Regions from separate parts of the Neogale vison genome. Here region 1 is linked to region 2. A link is a contact called in public Hi-C data. All regions are on one chromosome and are shown on one strand. Each heading gives the region's core, a stretch centred on a gene start, on an enhancer-like site or on the middle of the called end of the contact. The rest is flanking DNA. Distances are from core to core; before and after follow the strand shown. Region 1 holds the start of MXD3 (max dimerization protein 3). Region 2 holds the start of PDLIM7 (PDZ and LIM domain protein 7).

Region 1 (7,670 bases), core at 5,020-7,519, 160 kb before region 2:
TGAAAGACTCCCATGCAATTGTGGTTGGCTTGACTCCCTGCACAGGTGGTGGAGGAACGATGTGTTTACTGTGTGAACTCTGATAACAGCGGCTGGACCGAAATCCGCCGGGAAGCCTGGGTCTCCTCTAGCTTATTTGGTGTCTCCAGAGCTGTCCAGGTGAGCAGCATTGTGGGGGTGCTGGGGCTTTGGGGGCCCAGGCATTTGGCATGAAGGCTGGGCTAGGGGTCAGTGGGAAGCTCAGAATCCTAACCCCCTTTTCTTCTTTTGCCAGGAGTTTGGTCTTGCCCGGTTCAAAAGCAATGTGACCAAGACTATGAAGGGCTTTGAGTACATCTTGGCCAAGCTGCAGGGTGAGGGGCTCTGGGTACAAAAAGAGCCTGGGGTGCAGTCTTAGCGGCCCTGACAGGTGTTGGAATCTACAGCTGTTACCACCCCACTCTAAGCCTGGGACTCCTCATCTGTACCTGGGGCAAATACCACCCTTCAGAAGGGGCCTGGCCCAAGGTGGGGGAATACTGGGGAGGAGGGATGTGGAGGTGGGTCTTCTTGGAGTCTTCTGAATCCAGCCCCTGCCCTTTGCTGCAGGTGAGGCCCCTTCCAAAACCCTCGTTGAGACAGCCAAGGAAGCCAAGGAGAAGGCAAAGGAGACGGCACTGGCAGCTACAGAGAAGGCCAAGGACCTTGCCAGCAAGGCAGCCACCAAGCAGCAGCAGCAGCAACAGCACTTCGTGTAGCTAGCCCAGGCCCCGGCGCGGTAGGGCACCTGACCACCTGGCTCAAGTTCCTCTGCCTTGTCCCCCTTGTACTTTATTATTAAAAGTCAACTTCCAGCCCTTTCTGTTGTCTGGGTGGGTTGGGGCTGGGTGTCCTGTTTGGCACTGACAGTGCAGCAGGCACGTTGCCCATGTCTGAGCCAGGCCTGTGGATGTCCACATCCAGCACAGGGAGGGGCCAGGGCCTGCCCGGTCCCAGACAGCCTGCAGGTACAGGGCTAGGAAGCGCCAGACTGTAAGCTCCATGAGGGCAGGGACCTTTGTCATGTTCTCTGATGTGTCCCAAGTATCTGGAACAGTATCTAGCACATTACAGGCACTCAATAAATAGTTGTTGAATTCAATGAGCCCTAGCTCTGGAGTCAGAAAACTTCGTTGGAACCTTGACTCCATACTTTCCTGGCTTTGGGCCTTGGGCAAGTCTCGTACTCAGTGCCACCTGTGAAACGGAGCAGCCTCCCGCTCTGATGATTAAAGGGACACTGCCTGGTACGATGCACGGTGTCAGTAATGGCTACTGATCTCATTTCCTCTTTTCCAGTTTGTCCGTGACGGGGAGTTCCCCATTTTCATCAGGCAAGATCATGGACAGGAAGTTAGTAAAGAGGCTTTTAATGAAAATACTGTACAGTATCTGGGATAAAGGTCAGGGGGCCTTCTCTAGGAAGGAATGTGAGGGCCCAAGAGGCTTCCTGCCCCTCCGTGGGGACAGCAGAGCCAAGTGCTACAAAAAAAGGCCTGGAAGGGTGGCCTAGGCCCAAGCTGCCTCCCCTGCAGGGCTCAGGGGAAACCCAGGCACCCCTCCCCAAGGAGGGACTGCCAGCAGCCAGCGGCAAGGTGGGGGGCAGGCACCTGTTCCCACGTAAGGGTCCTTTTAGTCCATTCCAAGCAGCCCTTGAGGCTTGGGGGGTGGTGGGCTCCTCCCTCAGAGCCAAGGGCAGTCTGTGGGTGGAGGCCTGCTCTGGGGCGGTGAAGGTCATAGCCAGGTGCCACTGCCATGTGAATAGCTGTGCTCCTGGCCCGCGCTGAAGCTCCGTAGCAGCTCAGCCTCGGCCCCGAACACCAGGCTCTCCACGTCCACCTCCACCTCCTCTGTGCAGGGAGGGGTCCAGTCAGGAGACCTGGCCAGCTCAGCCCGCGCCACCCCTGTGACTCCTTGGCTTCAGGGCACTCACCTTGGTCTGAGTCTGAGCGTTCAGAGGAGAGGCCCGAGGAGTCCAGGCTGTCTGCCCGTGGCCGCTCCCTCTCTCCCAGCCCTGCTGGTGCCCGGAGCTGCTCCAGCTGCCGCCGCAGGCTTTGCTGCTTGCTGCGCAGCTTCTCCTTGAGCCGCCTCGCCTGCTGCTCCTGTTCCTCCAGCTTCTACAAGTCCCAAGGGAGCGAGGGCCCAGGGTCAGCTGCCTGGGGGCTCGGGCCTCACCCCAGCACCACTCAACAGTGGACTGTGGCCAACTTGGTGACTTCCTGTTCCAGGCGGGGGTGACTAAATCTGGGCCCCAGAGGGTGGCTCCCATAGCCTCCAGGGAGCCTGCCCTCTGGTTCCACGTACATGCCCTGTGAGCACTCGGTGTGGGTGAATTGGGAAGGGCATCCCAGTCTCAGGGGCGGTCAGGGCCTCATCAAGTGATGAGAGTCTTTCCATGGCAAGCAGCAGGGACCGGGGAGGCCTGTGACATGGTGGCAAGTGGGCCCTACAGCTCAAGGAGGTGGCCCCCCTCTAGGTTCTAACTGGTTACAGACATATGCTAACGGGCCTAGCACCGCCACATTGCCCAGTTTAAGAAAAGCTGAAAGTCAGACTTTTCCATGTCAAATATCCTTTTAAATGCTGGCAGCTAATTTAAATTTTTAGAAACTACAGACCAAAGCCTGCAGGTTTGTGACTCCTGATTAAGACCCTCCCAGGAAGCCTAGAACTTTAGCATTAATCCCCCTCACACTCTGCCAGCCTGGGGTCTAGGGAGTGCCAAGGGTTCTCCCACCAGAGCCCTGGCTGGGCAGAAGCCTACATTCAGTCAACAAGAACTGAACAAGGGGACATTTGTACTGGGTGTAGAAAGATGAGTAAGAGCTGCCTAGGCAAAGATGGGGCAAGAAGCAGCATCCAAGCAGAGGGAAACTGGGAAGATCATGGAGGATTCAACTTCTCTGGTAGGGCGTGGGAAGACACTCAGACTCCCTTGGCCAGGGTGGGGGCCCGGCCTGCCTCCTCTGGGGTGCCCGGTGGCAGGCCCCCCCACCCCGTGCTTACTAATACATTCCCTTCTTCAAACCCACCAAAACTGGACCAACTGGCCTCCTTCCTCCTGGGACCAAAAGTGGGGGGCCTTGCCACCCTGCAGCCCCATACCTCTTCTCTTTTCCTTTGGCTTCTTTCCGCCCTGAGCTCTGCCCTCAATCTGTTCCTTGGCTGGGGGTCCGAGACCCTGCCTTCTGGCCTTCCTTCGCCTCGCCCCTTAGCTGGGGCTGCAGGGACTTAATTTATAGGGAGAGGCCTGTGGCGGTGGCCACGGGCCCCGGCTGGGCTGCCGTCCCCACACATGGAGGCAGTCTGCCCCTGGCGGGGACTTCTCTCTCAGCTTCCTCTTTTCCATTCCCTGTGCTGTGGCTATGGGGGAGAGGGGACAGGGACAGGACTGCGACCATGGGCTGGGGCTCGAAAAACCTGAGTTTGCTGATTTCAATAAATATCTCTTGTCTTTAAAAAAAAAAAAGAGATCTAAAGCAGACCAGTGGCAACACCTGGGCTGTGAAGGGCCTATAGTTTCATAGGAAGTAAGGAACTGAGACTGTCCTATCATGCACGAGCCATGGAAATTTTCCAGCAGGAAACCAACCTGGACAGATCTGTGTGCTCCACATTACATGCTAGGGCAATGTGGAGGGCAGCCCAGAAGAGGCAAAACAGGAGGCCAGGGAGTTAGGGCCTCAAGGGCCCTATCTTGGGAGGGGTGATAGGGCCTCAAGGAAGGAGCAATCTCCAGGTCTGCCCATGGCCCAGCCAGTCCCCACAGGGCACACATCAGCTCTCCAAGAATCAGGCCAGGAGAGCTCCAGGTGAGAAACAGGCCAGCTACCAGGCTAGGGTGTTCTTCAGCACAATGAGTGAACGCGGGTACTGTGGGGCAGAGCTGACAGTCCCTGCACTGGGATTGATTTGCTGCATAGCACATGGATCTGGGATCTGCCACAGCCCCTGGAACCTAGAACAGGTGCTTGATAAACACCTGTTGAAGGAAACTGCAAGGCAGGAGACTTGGGCCTGGGTTATAACTCTGCCTCTCATTAGCTGTGCACCTCGGTCCTTGGCCTAGCCATGCCCCCATTTCTTTGTGAAGAGGGTCAGGAGGGCAGGAAAATGCCACTAAAAGTGGCAGGAAAGGCCACTTTTAGTTCCCTGCTCCGCCCCCGCCCCCAATCTGGGTCTGCGTGGGGCATGAGCCCGCACACCCCACTCCTGTCCACCAGGGGGCACTGAGCATAGCCCAGGCCACAGAAGGATGCTGGGAGGAGGAGTGACTGGCTTCCTCTGTCCTTCTCCTCTCCTGGCCTTTAGCACTGCCTCCCAAAATGGCATGAGAATAGACGGCTCAGAACTGGAGGCCTTGGAAGGATGGGAAAGCGGAAACCTCTGCAGTCCTAGGGACCCTGACATGGAACACATCAGAATGTTTTCAACAGCTATACCCATCTGTAGAGAGAGGGAAACCAAGTCCAGAGAGCCTGAGTGACTTCAGTTAGGACTGAATTGATAATAGCCCTAATAACCATGAACATTTATTGGGAAAACTCACTTAAGCCTCAGAACAATCCTCTTGAGTTGTTTTCTGCTTTTTTTCCTACTTAACACAGTGGAAGCCAAAAGCACAGAAAACTGTCCCATGTCTCACTGCTGGGCTATTACCTTAGGCCTCTCTCCCCAGTTGCACGTAGCCCCTCCCCACTACACATCTCACAATTCTGGAAGGCTGGCTGCAGGGCACTGCAGGAACTTTTTACCTGGATGTGCATCCTGGCCCAGCGCAGAAGGCTCAGGGTGGTGTAGCGGGCACAGTCAGCCCCCAGGGGCATCTGCTGTTTTAGCTGCTCCAGGCACCGCTTCAGCTGGGCCCTCCTGCGGGGGAAGGGGTCTGGAGGGCAGTGCCAGCCTAGCCTTGCTGGCCAGACAGCAGGGGAGGGAAGGCCAGAGGCAGATGGTTCCTGGGGCCCAGTGCTGTCAGGGCAAAGCTGGGACTCACCTGCGTTTCTCCAGCTCGTTGTGCACAGACCTGCCAATGCCAGGGAGGACAGGTGAGGGGGCGTCAGCTACTACCCACACCCTCAGTCCCAGGGACTTAAAATCCACTAGAGATGTGGGCCCCAAACTAGCCTAATGTGGGGCCCTTGTACCAGCCTTGAGCACTGGAGCCCGCCGGCAGAGGCAGAGATACCAAGCCAAATGCTGAGAGGCCTGCCCAGTGGTTGTGGGGTCCAAACGAGGCCCCCTGACCAGCAGTCAGGAACTGCTTCTCAAACAGAGGTGACAGTTGAGCTGGGCCAGAAACATGCTACCCAAAGTAGAGTGGTGGAGGGAGAGGCTTTAAAATTGGAGGGATTAGCATGTGCAAAGGGATGAGAAGAGAAAAGAGAAGTCTGGGGGGAGGGGGGACGGGAATTGAGTGGAGATGCAGAGTGCAAGAGTGTGAGTGGAAGGACCCTGAACTCTCTAGTTTATGGTTTCTGACACTTCTTTCCCTGAAGTTTATGGTTTCTGACACATCAGGGTGCTCAAGAAATAGTCCGTGAATGAACAGAGAGGAGTAAGGAGATGGCAGGAGAGGTCTGAATTGCCTCCAGACTAGGGGACCTGGCCCAGAAGATACAAGCAACAAGGAGGAAGTGGGCAAAGGTGAGGCCCCATGAGGGATGGCACCCATCCCCCTCCTCCCCCAACCATCCCCAGCCTTCCTCACCGCCCACTGTCCAGCGCGCCAGAAGCTTGGGGGGATCGCTTCCTCCTCCTGTAGACTGGGCCTGGACTGAGATGCGGGCACAGGGACGCGTAGCCATGCTCGGCTTCTGCCAGAGAGAGCCCCAGCCCGCTTCAGCCTGGGGCTGGTCCCAGCAGGCGCCCCTGACAAGTCACGGTCAGGGAAGGGCTTTTGGTGCCAGGGCCATTTCCCCAACCACTCCCTGTCCGACAGCCCGGGCCCCCCCCCACCAACAACAACTTGAGGGCGGGGTACCCCGGGGCTACTGCTTAAAGTCCTGCATGCCATCCTTGTTGGGAGCCAAGTCCAGCCCAGGCCTGTGTCAGCGAGGTTGCCGTCTGGAGACCCGCCAAGAGTTCTTCCTCACCTCTCTCACGGCGCTCTAGGAACTCCGCCGCCTGCAGCAGGACCTGGATATTGCTGGCCACGGATTCCATGTCGGCGACAGCTGACGGCGGGCGGGCCAAGAGTGCTGGCCCTAAGAGCGGCTGCACCACTTTTGTTACAATGTAACTGACACGGTGCAACAAACACAGGGACCCGGACCCGCCCCTGGGACACCCCGCCCCTGGGACGGCCCAGCCCTTGGCCCCGCCCCTCCCCCAAAGGGGCCAGGGAACAGCCAACCACCTCCTCGAGCCCGCCCCTCTCGCCCCCCCCTCAGACTCCCGGGGCTGCTATGGGCGCCGGTTCCAGGCTCAGCCTTTGAATCCCCGTGCTAAAGGGGGCCGCGTCTTGCCCATTTTGCTCAACGATCCTGCGCTGCTAAGTGTATCAGGGTCTCAGTTTCCAGTCCCAAGCTGATGGCGAAGGCTCTGCACCTAAAATGGTACTCTGGGGGCCCTTGGTCTCCGGGAGGGCCCAGCTCGGTCGCTGCACGTGGGCGCCGCAGAGGCGGGGCCAGCGGGCACCCTCACCCATTTGCCCCAGGCTTCCTGCGGCTGGCTGCCGTCACCTTCAGGGCGGGGCCTGGGAGCTTCTGAGGCACTATTGGCTGCGTATGGCCCCGCCCTCTCCCTCCGATGGTCAACACGTTCAGGCGGGAAAAGGAGCAGGTTTCAAATTTGAAAACCCGGGCGATCGGGGCGGGGTTGGGCGGGGAACGGAGCTGCAGTGCGCAGGCGCCGGGGGAGGGGGCGCAGATCCGCTCCTACGCTCGAGGGTCCGTGCCCTCGCCGGCCTGCCATCTGCCCCTGTATGCCCGTACTGGGCCTCAGCTTCCTATTGTCATGAAGGGGAATAGTCTCCTGGCTCCTCCTGCTCCTTGTCATCTGCAGGGAAGCTACTGCTGGCTACAAAAACTGTCAGTAGGGTACCAATTTCCCAAGCCAAGCCATACTCTGGAAGCAGGCGAACTAGCTTGCTAAGAGCCCAGGGTTCTGGAGCCCACAGAGTTGGGTTCCTCTCCTGTCCCTGCTGCTTCTCAACTGTATGACTCGGGAAGTGACCTCCCTCCTGTATGTTCAGGAAGCCCTGTGACGACAGCACTGTCACAGGATCAGAGCCCTTGCCCATCTGTGCCCAGTACATTGTAGCTGCTGACTTCTGAGGCCAGTGCAAACCAGACACAGGTTTCTTCCTCCCACAGAGCCCCTTGGTTGCCTGAGTCCAGGAGCACTTCTTTAACACGACTTTTTAGCCTCCCACAGAAGTATATGCAGTGACTTCTAAGGGTAGCCACCAGTAGGTGTGGCCACACCTGCAGGAACAGTGAGTCTAAGGGTGGAGACCAGAAGATGAAAGCAGCTGTTTCAGGGTGGAGCATTATCGCCAGGCGGGGGCTGAGTGAGAAATGGCTAAGAGGGACTAGATTATTTATTAAGAGACAGTCCTGGGAAACATGATACTTGGCAGTTCAGTCCTCAGGGGAAAAAAAACCTTTGGGTTTCTCTAAGAATCACTCCCAGCGGAACCACTGCCACGCTCA
Region 2 (7,466 bases), core at 2,427-4,926:
AGGAGGTTCTAGAGACATTTCCAGAAGGCAGAGAGACCAGATGCAGCACAGCGGCAAGAGGGGAGAACTGGGTCTATTTCATGCTTGGGAAGTTAGAAGGGAAAGACAGCTGGGTGCCTCCTTCATCTGCTAAATGGTAAGAAGAGCAACTGACATTTATCGAAAACCTAATACTGTCACATGCTAATACTGACACTTCCAACAACCTGTGGAGTAGAGTCAGAGATTATATGCCTTTTACACACGGGAAAAAAGGGAGTTTATGTAACTTGCCTCAAGCCACTCCATTAGTAAGAGGCAAAGCCAGGGCTGACCCTGACCCGAAGGCTTCACTACAATATACTACCTCTGCTGAGTGTTGGGACCCAACTCAGAGGTCAGCCTACCTAGAACAATTCCCTAAACCCCTGGTCGGGTCTGGGGCCTAGATCTTCTTTCTCGCTTTTAGTTCAATCCAACAGCCCGTTATAACAAGCATAGAGAAGTGACAATCTCGAAAGGAAGTGACTTACTCAAGGTCATGATGAGTCAGTAGAAGGGAAACCTGGTCCAGCCACTCCCTACCCACACAAGCTGGCTCCTGGGATGTGTGGGCTAAGCCTGAGGTAGAGGTCTTGGGGGTGAGCAGGAGCAGCTGGCTCCCAGGGAGGGGTGGGGATCTGGGGACTACTTCCTTTCCTGAGTGAGGAGGACAGGAAGCACAAAAGGGATAGAGGAGTGGTCAGAGAAGTGGAGAGGGAAGCAGGAGAAAACCCTGCTGGGTGTGAGGTGGGGGGCTGGAGAGACAAGAAGGCCCGAGTCAAGGAGGGGGAAAGCCAGAGAGCTGGACACTGCAAAGGGTGGGGGTGAGTCAGCCTGAGGGCTCTAATGAGCAGCCCAACCCCCAAGTCTCAGACATTACCTCATCTCCCAGGCCTGGGCCCACAGCCAGCCCTAGCCCCTCCCTCCTCCCTGGGGTCAGGGGAGAGGGAAGGGCTGGCCCAACTCAGAAAAGACCACCCCACCCGCCCACCCACCAGGGCTTAGGTCCAACTCCAGCTTTGGGCTCAGCTTGTGGCCCCACCCACAGCTAGGGCCGCTGACAAGGGAGCTCAGACCCAGAGTGCCCCCAACAGGCCACATCCTAAAGTCCATCCCTCAGGCTATTATGTTGCCCATCCCCTCCAATGAAGAAACTGAGTCTGAGTCCAGCCAAGGCCTACAGCTCCCCAGCCACATGGGCTAGCACTTTCCCAGAGAGGGGGATACAGAATATGTTTTTAGGGCTAGCAAAGCTTGACAATTATGTAGGGTTGGGTTTGTGTAGTCAGGAGACCTAAGCTACCCAGCTGGCAGGGCAGTTTCCAGGGGAATCCCACAGAAAGGTTCCTGGAAAGAACAGTGACCACCCGCCTGCCCTGGCCACCAAGCCCGATTCCCACAGACAGACTTGGCCTTGGGGGCCCTCTCAAGCTGGGCAGTGCCTGGACAACCTTCTGGCCCCCTCCAGGCTGTGCTTGCCTTGGGCTTCCTGCCAACAGCTGCCTGCCCAGTGGGCGCCTGGGTGGGCCTCTCTGGACAGGCGGATGTGGGGGCAGGAAGTCCCCGCCCCCTTCTGACCCCCAGGCCACAGACACCAGTCTAAGGGCTGGCCTCATTCTCTCTGGGCACCCTCTTTGTATCCCACAACTGACCCTACTACAGTTGGAGCCATGTCCTCGTGGTCACCAGCTGAGGGGCCCACCAACGGCATTTAGGGGTTTAGGCCCCAGCCAGCTTTTTTCAGTTCTGTGGACTCTAGTCACCAGCTGGCCTTCCCAGCATGGGGTTGCATTCTTGGGCTTATAAGGCAATCCCCCTGCCACAGGGAGGAGCCAGCCCCAGCTCCACCCCTTCTAGGGCAGGGGCTCAGAAGCTGAAGTTAGAACCCTAGATCCCATACCCCTGATTTGGGTCAGGGGCCACTGCATCTCGCATAGGACCAATGGATGAAGATGGACAAATTTCACAGAGGCTGAAAGTGCCCCCCCCCCAAAAAAAAACCCTGCAGACTATCCCAGTGCCTGAATTCCAAGCCCTTCTTTGCCAAGGAATCACTGTAAAGGCCCCTCTACCTCTCTGAGCCCTGAGTTCCCACATCTGGGAAAAAAGAATGACAACTGCTATACCCTGGGTGGCAATGGCGCTGAAGTGAGATCCTGCAGTCAAGAGTGCCCTGGCTGGGATTTAGCTCCAAGCATTGCTCCTTCAAGCAGCTTAGATACTTCCCAGAGACCTCAGGCTTCCCTCCTGCAGAATGGGCATCTCCCCTGGGGCCTCAGAGGTGGCCCCAGGAGTTCTGTTGAACGGCATCAAGTACTGAGCAGTGCTGGGGAACCATGGATGCTCCTCTCCCAGTACCCACCTAGTTGGGAGCCTTTGTGGCAGGTGTCTGCCACATCTCTGGAGCCAGATACCTCCTGCTCTACTGGACCTGGCTCACTTCTGCTCAGACTCCTTCCATCACCCATCAGAGACCTGAGCACCCAAAGACTCCTGGGGGAGCTTCTCCCCCAACGTTGGCTCACCCTGGAGATGGAGAGGGGCACATTGAAGTCCTTGCCCCCCTGGAGCCGAAAGCCCCAAGGTGCAGGCCCCTCCAGCACCACCTTGAAGGACTCCATGGTGCCTGCTCCTGGGAGAAAAGAAAAGGTGAGTGGACACCATGATGGGGGAGCAGGCAGGCCCAGCTCTGGACACCAGCTGTGGACTGGTGCCAGGAAGGCACGAGCAGCCGAGCAGCCATTGACACAGCCAGGGCCCCTGTAGGCGGGCACCTTGTCAGGTGTGGCTGGGTTTCTGGCTGGCAGACCTCATTCTGGGAAGGCAGGGGCAACTCCCCTCCCCCAGTGACTGAGATGATGAGGGGTTCCCCTTATTCAGCCTTGAGGTTCTTATCATGCACAAATGGGCCGCAGGGCTAATTTGACACGGGCTCCCCCCAAGCCAGCCTTAAGCCTCGGACAGACTGCGGGTGAGTCAGGGGCCGGGCGCTCCTCTCCCCCGCCCCCAGGTCCCAACAGGCAGGCCGCGCTGAAGCCTGCTCGGACTATATAAGGCGTGTAAGCTGACACTGCGGAGCCAGCGGAGGGAGCACACAGGGGCTCGGGACGCGAGGGGGAGGGGTGGAAAGGGAGGCGGCTGGAGCGGGTCCTAGCCATTCCCGGACGGGTCGAGGCTGATGACGACCCCCGGGCGCTGGGAAAGACCGGGCGGGGCCGTGGCCCCTGCGGAAATCGGTGAGGGCTAGGACCCCAAAGCGTGGCCAGATAGGGGACTCATCCTGGAGCCCAGCTGGGGTGGCGCCTCCTACACAGGCCTAGTAGCATCCGGACGTGACTCAGTTTCCCCCGTCCGCCGCCCGGGCCCCATGCATTGGCCGAGTCCCGGGCGCAGGAAGCAGCGCAGGCGCCAATCTGCTCTGCCGCAGCCGGCTTCGCCGCAGGAAGGCGGGGGCGGGGGCGGAGGCAGGGGCCCAAGTTCGCTAGAGGAAGCGCAGCGCTGGCCCGGACCCCATTGCCCTCCGTGGTCCCCAGCAGGCTCTTGCCCTCAGCCTGGCCCAGCCCGAGACGCCCGCGCGGTCGCCAGTACCTGCTCGGCCCCGCCGAGGCGCTGCTCGGTGGCTGGCCCCAAAGTGCCTCGTTGGGATCCACCACCAGTGTTCTGACCCCGCCCCCGCCGCCGCCGCCCGCTTTGAGCCCGCGGTAGGGGGCGGAACCATAGGCCACGCCCCGTTAAAGTCACGCCCGCGAGCGGCTGCTCTACGACAGGGAAGCCACACCCAATCCTTCTGCCCCGCCCAATCACGAAGTCCCGTTTTGCTTTGAGCTGGAAGGTCTGGCCTGCCGGGGACACCCTTGGCGGGGCGGAGCCTGGGCGGGGTCTGGACGGGATGTGGGCGGGGACTGGGCTTCAGGTCAACTCGTTTGGGAGCCTGCGAGAAGCTCGCCCAGCCCCTTGCGCCTCCTTCTGGCCGAACAGAAAGAAAGCGGCCTTCGAAACCAAGCGGACCTGGACATCCTGAATCTGTTTCCTCCTCGGAAAAAATGGGGCAATAATACTAACCTTGCAGGTCCATCGTGAGGATATGCATTGTTTGGCATAGGGTGCAAGTCATCGGCGTCTCCAGAATTTCTAGATCGGAGGGACTTGCGGGTGTGCAACACCTCTAGGTGGAGTTAGTTGGGATGGGGACAGGGGATCTTGAAGTTAGGTTTGTAAAACTCTACAGACGGCAGAAAATAATGGCAAGAGAGGACAGAATTGGAAGGGGACCCTGGCTGGAATCTGAGCCTGACCCCAGGCAGTCAACATCCCTTTGCTTTGTAATGACTCCACACTGTTGAAATGTTCTGTTGCCTGGTACCCCACTCCAGAGAAGGCAGCGCCTGCAGTGGGGATGTAAGAGAGTGAGTGACTCTAGCAGAGGTGTTAGAGACCTCACTTTGTCCCTAGTGGTCATCTCAGGCAGCTAGCACAGGTGGCAGGGGAAATGGAGCAGAAACAGCAGTGTGTGGCTGAGTGAATAGGCATCTACCCCTCTGTTCCTTCTAGGGCACGGGGCTGCTCTTCTCCCCCCTCTGCCATCATCACATTTCCCTCTTTTGTGCATCATTTCCCTCACTACATAGACTGCTGTAAGAGTTACCTTTAAAGAAATCCTCTCTTGACCCCACCTCCCCTCCAATTATTGCTCTTCTATTTTACTCCATTTTCAAAAAATTGATTTTATTTATTTGAGAGAGAGAGAGAGAGAGAGCGAGCTGGGAGGGAGATGGAGAAGCAGACTCCCACTGAACAGACTCCCAGGATACAGGATTCCAGGATCCTGGGATCATGATCTGAGCCAAAGGCAGATGCTTAACCGATTTAGCCAGGTGTCCCTTATTCTGTCCTTTTGAGAGTACAGTTTCTCAAAGGAGTTGTCTATAGCCCTATAGACAACTGCCCTTGCTATAGACAACTGCACTTGCTTTCCTCCTGCTCTTTCTTGGACTCATTCCACTCGGGCCCTTGATTCCACCAGCCCTCTAAATTAATTCCCTCTTTTCGGGGTCTCCAGTGATCTCCAAGTTATCAAGTCAATGGTGATTTGTCAGCTTTCCTTTTACCCTGCGTGGGAGTAGCACAGGCCCAGGTGCCTTCCCCTTTGCCCCTGGCTTCATGCCTCCTCCTGACACTGATTATCCCTTCTCCACCTCCCTTGACAGCCCTGCATCTGCCTCCCAACATGGCCATGAAATGTTCCCTCACTACATTCATTCGCCTGGACCCCATCTTGTCCTGTGATTATCAGTAACATCTATGTGCCAAGGACTCCCACGTTATATGTCCAGTCCTGACCCCCCTTCCCAAAATTCCAGGTTCTGTTATAGAACATCGTATCCACCCTCTGTTTACAGGTCTACCAGATACCTCAACTAATCATATCCCAATTTAAACTTGTGATTTTCCACCTCCCTAATTTCTTCCTCACCTTAGTAAATGACATCACCATTCATCCACCTGATTCACTAAAAAACTATGACATTATCCTTCCTTTCTCTGTTATACCCTAAATTCTACAAATTCCACCTTCAGAATATGTTCCATATTTGGTCACCGCTGCCACTGTTGTTCCAGCCATTCGTCTTGTGTCTGGACACCTTAACGGTCTCCTAAAAGATCTTCCTGCTTCTACCCTTACCTAACCCGGAACCTCCATGCAGCAGCTGTGACATTTTTTAAGCAAAAATCACACCACATCACACTCAGCTTTCAGCATTCCAGTAAGCTCATGTTGCACTTGAAATAAAACTAAGGTCCTTAAGATGTACATGACATTAATAAGCTGAGTCTACCTCCCACTGATCCCCTCCTTGCTGAGTGTACCTCCCACCGCTCCCCTCCTTGTTCACTCTACCCCAGCCACTCCAGCCTCCTCATTGTTCCTGCAGCACGTCAAGCATATTCCTGCCCCAGGGACTTTGTACTTGTACCTCCTTCTGCTTGGAACAGTTTCCCCTGCTACCTAAACAACAGGCTCTCTCACTTTGTTCAGATCTTTGCTCAGCTGTTGCCTCCTCCAAAAGGTCTGCCTTCCCTGCTCACCCTATCTAAAACAATAGCCCCTTGACATGTCACTCACATTGGGCGTGTAGCCCCTTACCCTGTTTTATTTTTCCCCATAGCACTTAACACCCCCTGACATTATATTAGGTGTTGGTTTCTTTCTTTCTTTTTTAAAAGATTTTATTTATTTGACAGACAGAGATCACAAATAGGCAGAGAGGCAGGCAGAGAGAAAGAGAGGAAGAAGCAGGCTCCTTGCTGAGCAGAGAGCCCTATGTGTTACTTGATTCCAGTACCCTGGGATCATGACCTGAGCCGAAGGCAGAGGCTTAACCCACTGAGTCACCCAGGCGCCCTAGGTGCTTGTTTCTTCGTTGCCCTTGGTTCTCATTACAGTGGGAGTCCCATTAGAGCAGGGGTTTGTCTCTCTTATCCACCATTTCCCCAGTGTGTACACAGTGGATGTGACTGAAGAGATGAAGGAAGGATTGAGAAAGTGAAACAGCAAATGAGTAAAGGAACAAGTGGCAGCCTGGGGCTCCTGGCAGTCCTCCAGCAGAGGACGCCAGGGTCCCATTCCTTGGCTGTGCAAGGCTAAGGCCTAGATGAAGCCACCAGTATTCCCTGCAAAGGCAGCCCAAGGGGAGAAACAGGCCCCAGGCTAGGACACAGTGCCCCCTAGTGTCCAGGACACGTGCAGCTCCAGGGCAAGGTCTTAGAATCCTTAAGATTTGCAAAGACTTTGTTTTACAGATTGGTTGGATTCTCACAAAAACTGCCATAAAGCAAAGAGTCTTAGATTTGTAATAAAAAAGCATGCCAGAAAAGAGACCCAGAGTCCTATGTTCTAGTTCTGGCCATGACCCTAATTCTCTGGGTAACCTTCAGTGTCCTAGGATTTGCTGAGTTGTCAAGGGCTGGCTTGTCACCATAGGGCGGAGGGGTCCTTGCTGCAGCCAATGGGACTAGGAAACCTCCTGGCCTCAGCGTGCTTTATGGCCAGCAGCCTGATCGATCATGGGAAGACTTTCCCTGCCATAGGGAAGACATTACCCCCTCCCATGAGCGGGGCATAAACCTATCTCCCCCTGCCTCAAACATCCTTCCAGGCTTTTCTCTCTGTGGCACAGCACTGAATCCTGGCGCCCACAACCTGCTTTCACACATTGCCTTTGGAGACGTCTTTCAGACATCTGGGAGTCTGGTGTTCAGTTGGAGTCTTAAATCTGGAGTTCAGCGGGACAGGTCTGTGCTGAGATGTACTTTTGGGAGTCCTGAGCCTTTAGATTGTCTATGAGATCTGGAGAAGGCATTGGCTCACTTATAGTGGTGGTTCTCCACCTTGGACTCCGACTGATGAAATCTCAGCTTCTGGGTGTAGGACAAGGCAGGGGCAT

The links. Hi-C and Micro-C count contacts between places; a contact is called where the count stands out from the background.
Region 1: a Hi-C map of muscle shows a contact between it and region 2, with 6 times the contacts expected there. The contact joins the promoter of MXD3 here to the promoter of PDLIM7 in region 2. A contact is called at or near these places in 2 of 3 Hi-C or Micro-C datasets (fibroblasts and muscle).

The regions. Positions count from the first base shown.
Region 1 is chr1:251,499,176-251,506,845 of ASM_NN_V1, reverse strand. It overlaps MXD3 (max dimerization protein 3), which reads right to left and starts at 6,269. Exons shown (of 6, transcript XM_044228744.1): 1 at 6,111-6,269; 2 at 5,726-5,831; 3 at 5,012-5,041; 4 at 4,773-4,887; 5 at 1,952-2,135; 6 at 1,372-1,868. The coding sequence starts at 6,180. The coding sequence ends at 1,753. It overlaps PRELID1 (PRELI domain-containing protein 1, mitochondrial), which reads left to right. Exons shown (of 5, transcript XM_044228756.1): 3 at 46-159; 4 at 275-353; 5 at 589-1,120. The coding sequence ends at 737.
Region 2 is chr1:251,332,252-251,339,717 of ASM_NN_V1, reverse strand. PDLIM7 (PDZ and LIM domain protein 7) reads right to left here and starts at 3,676. Exons shown (of 13, transcript XM_044228527.1): 1 at 3,610-3,676; 2 at 2,547-2,653. The coding sequence starts at 2,642.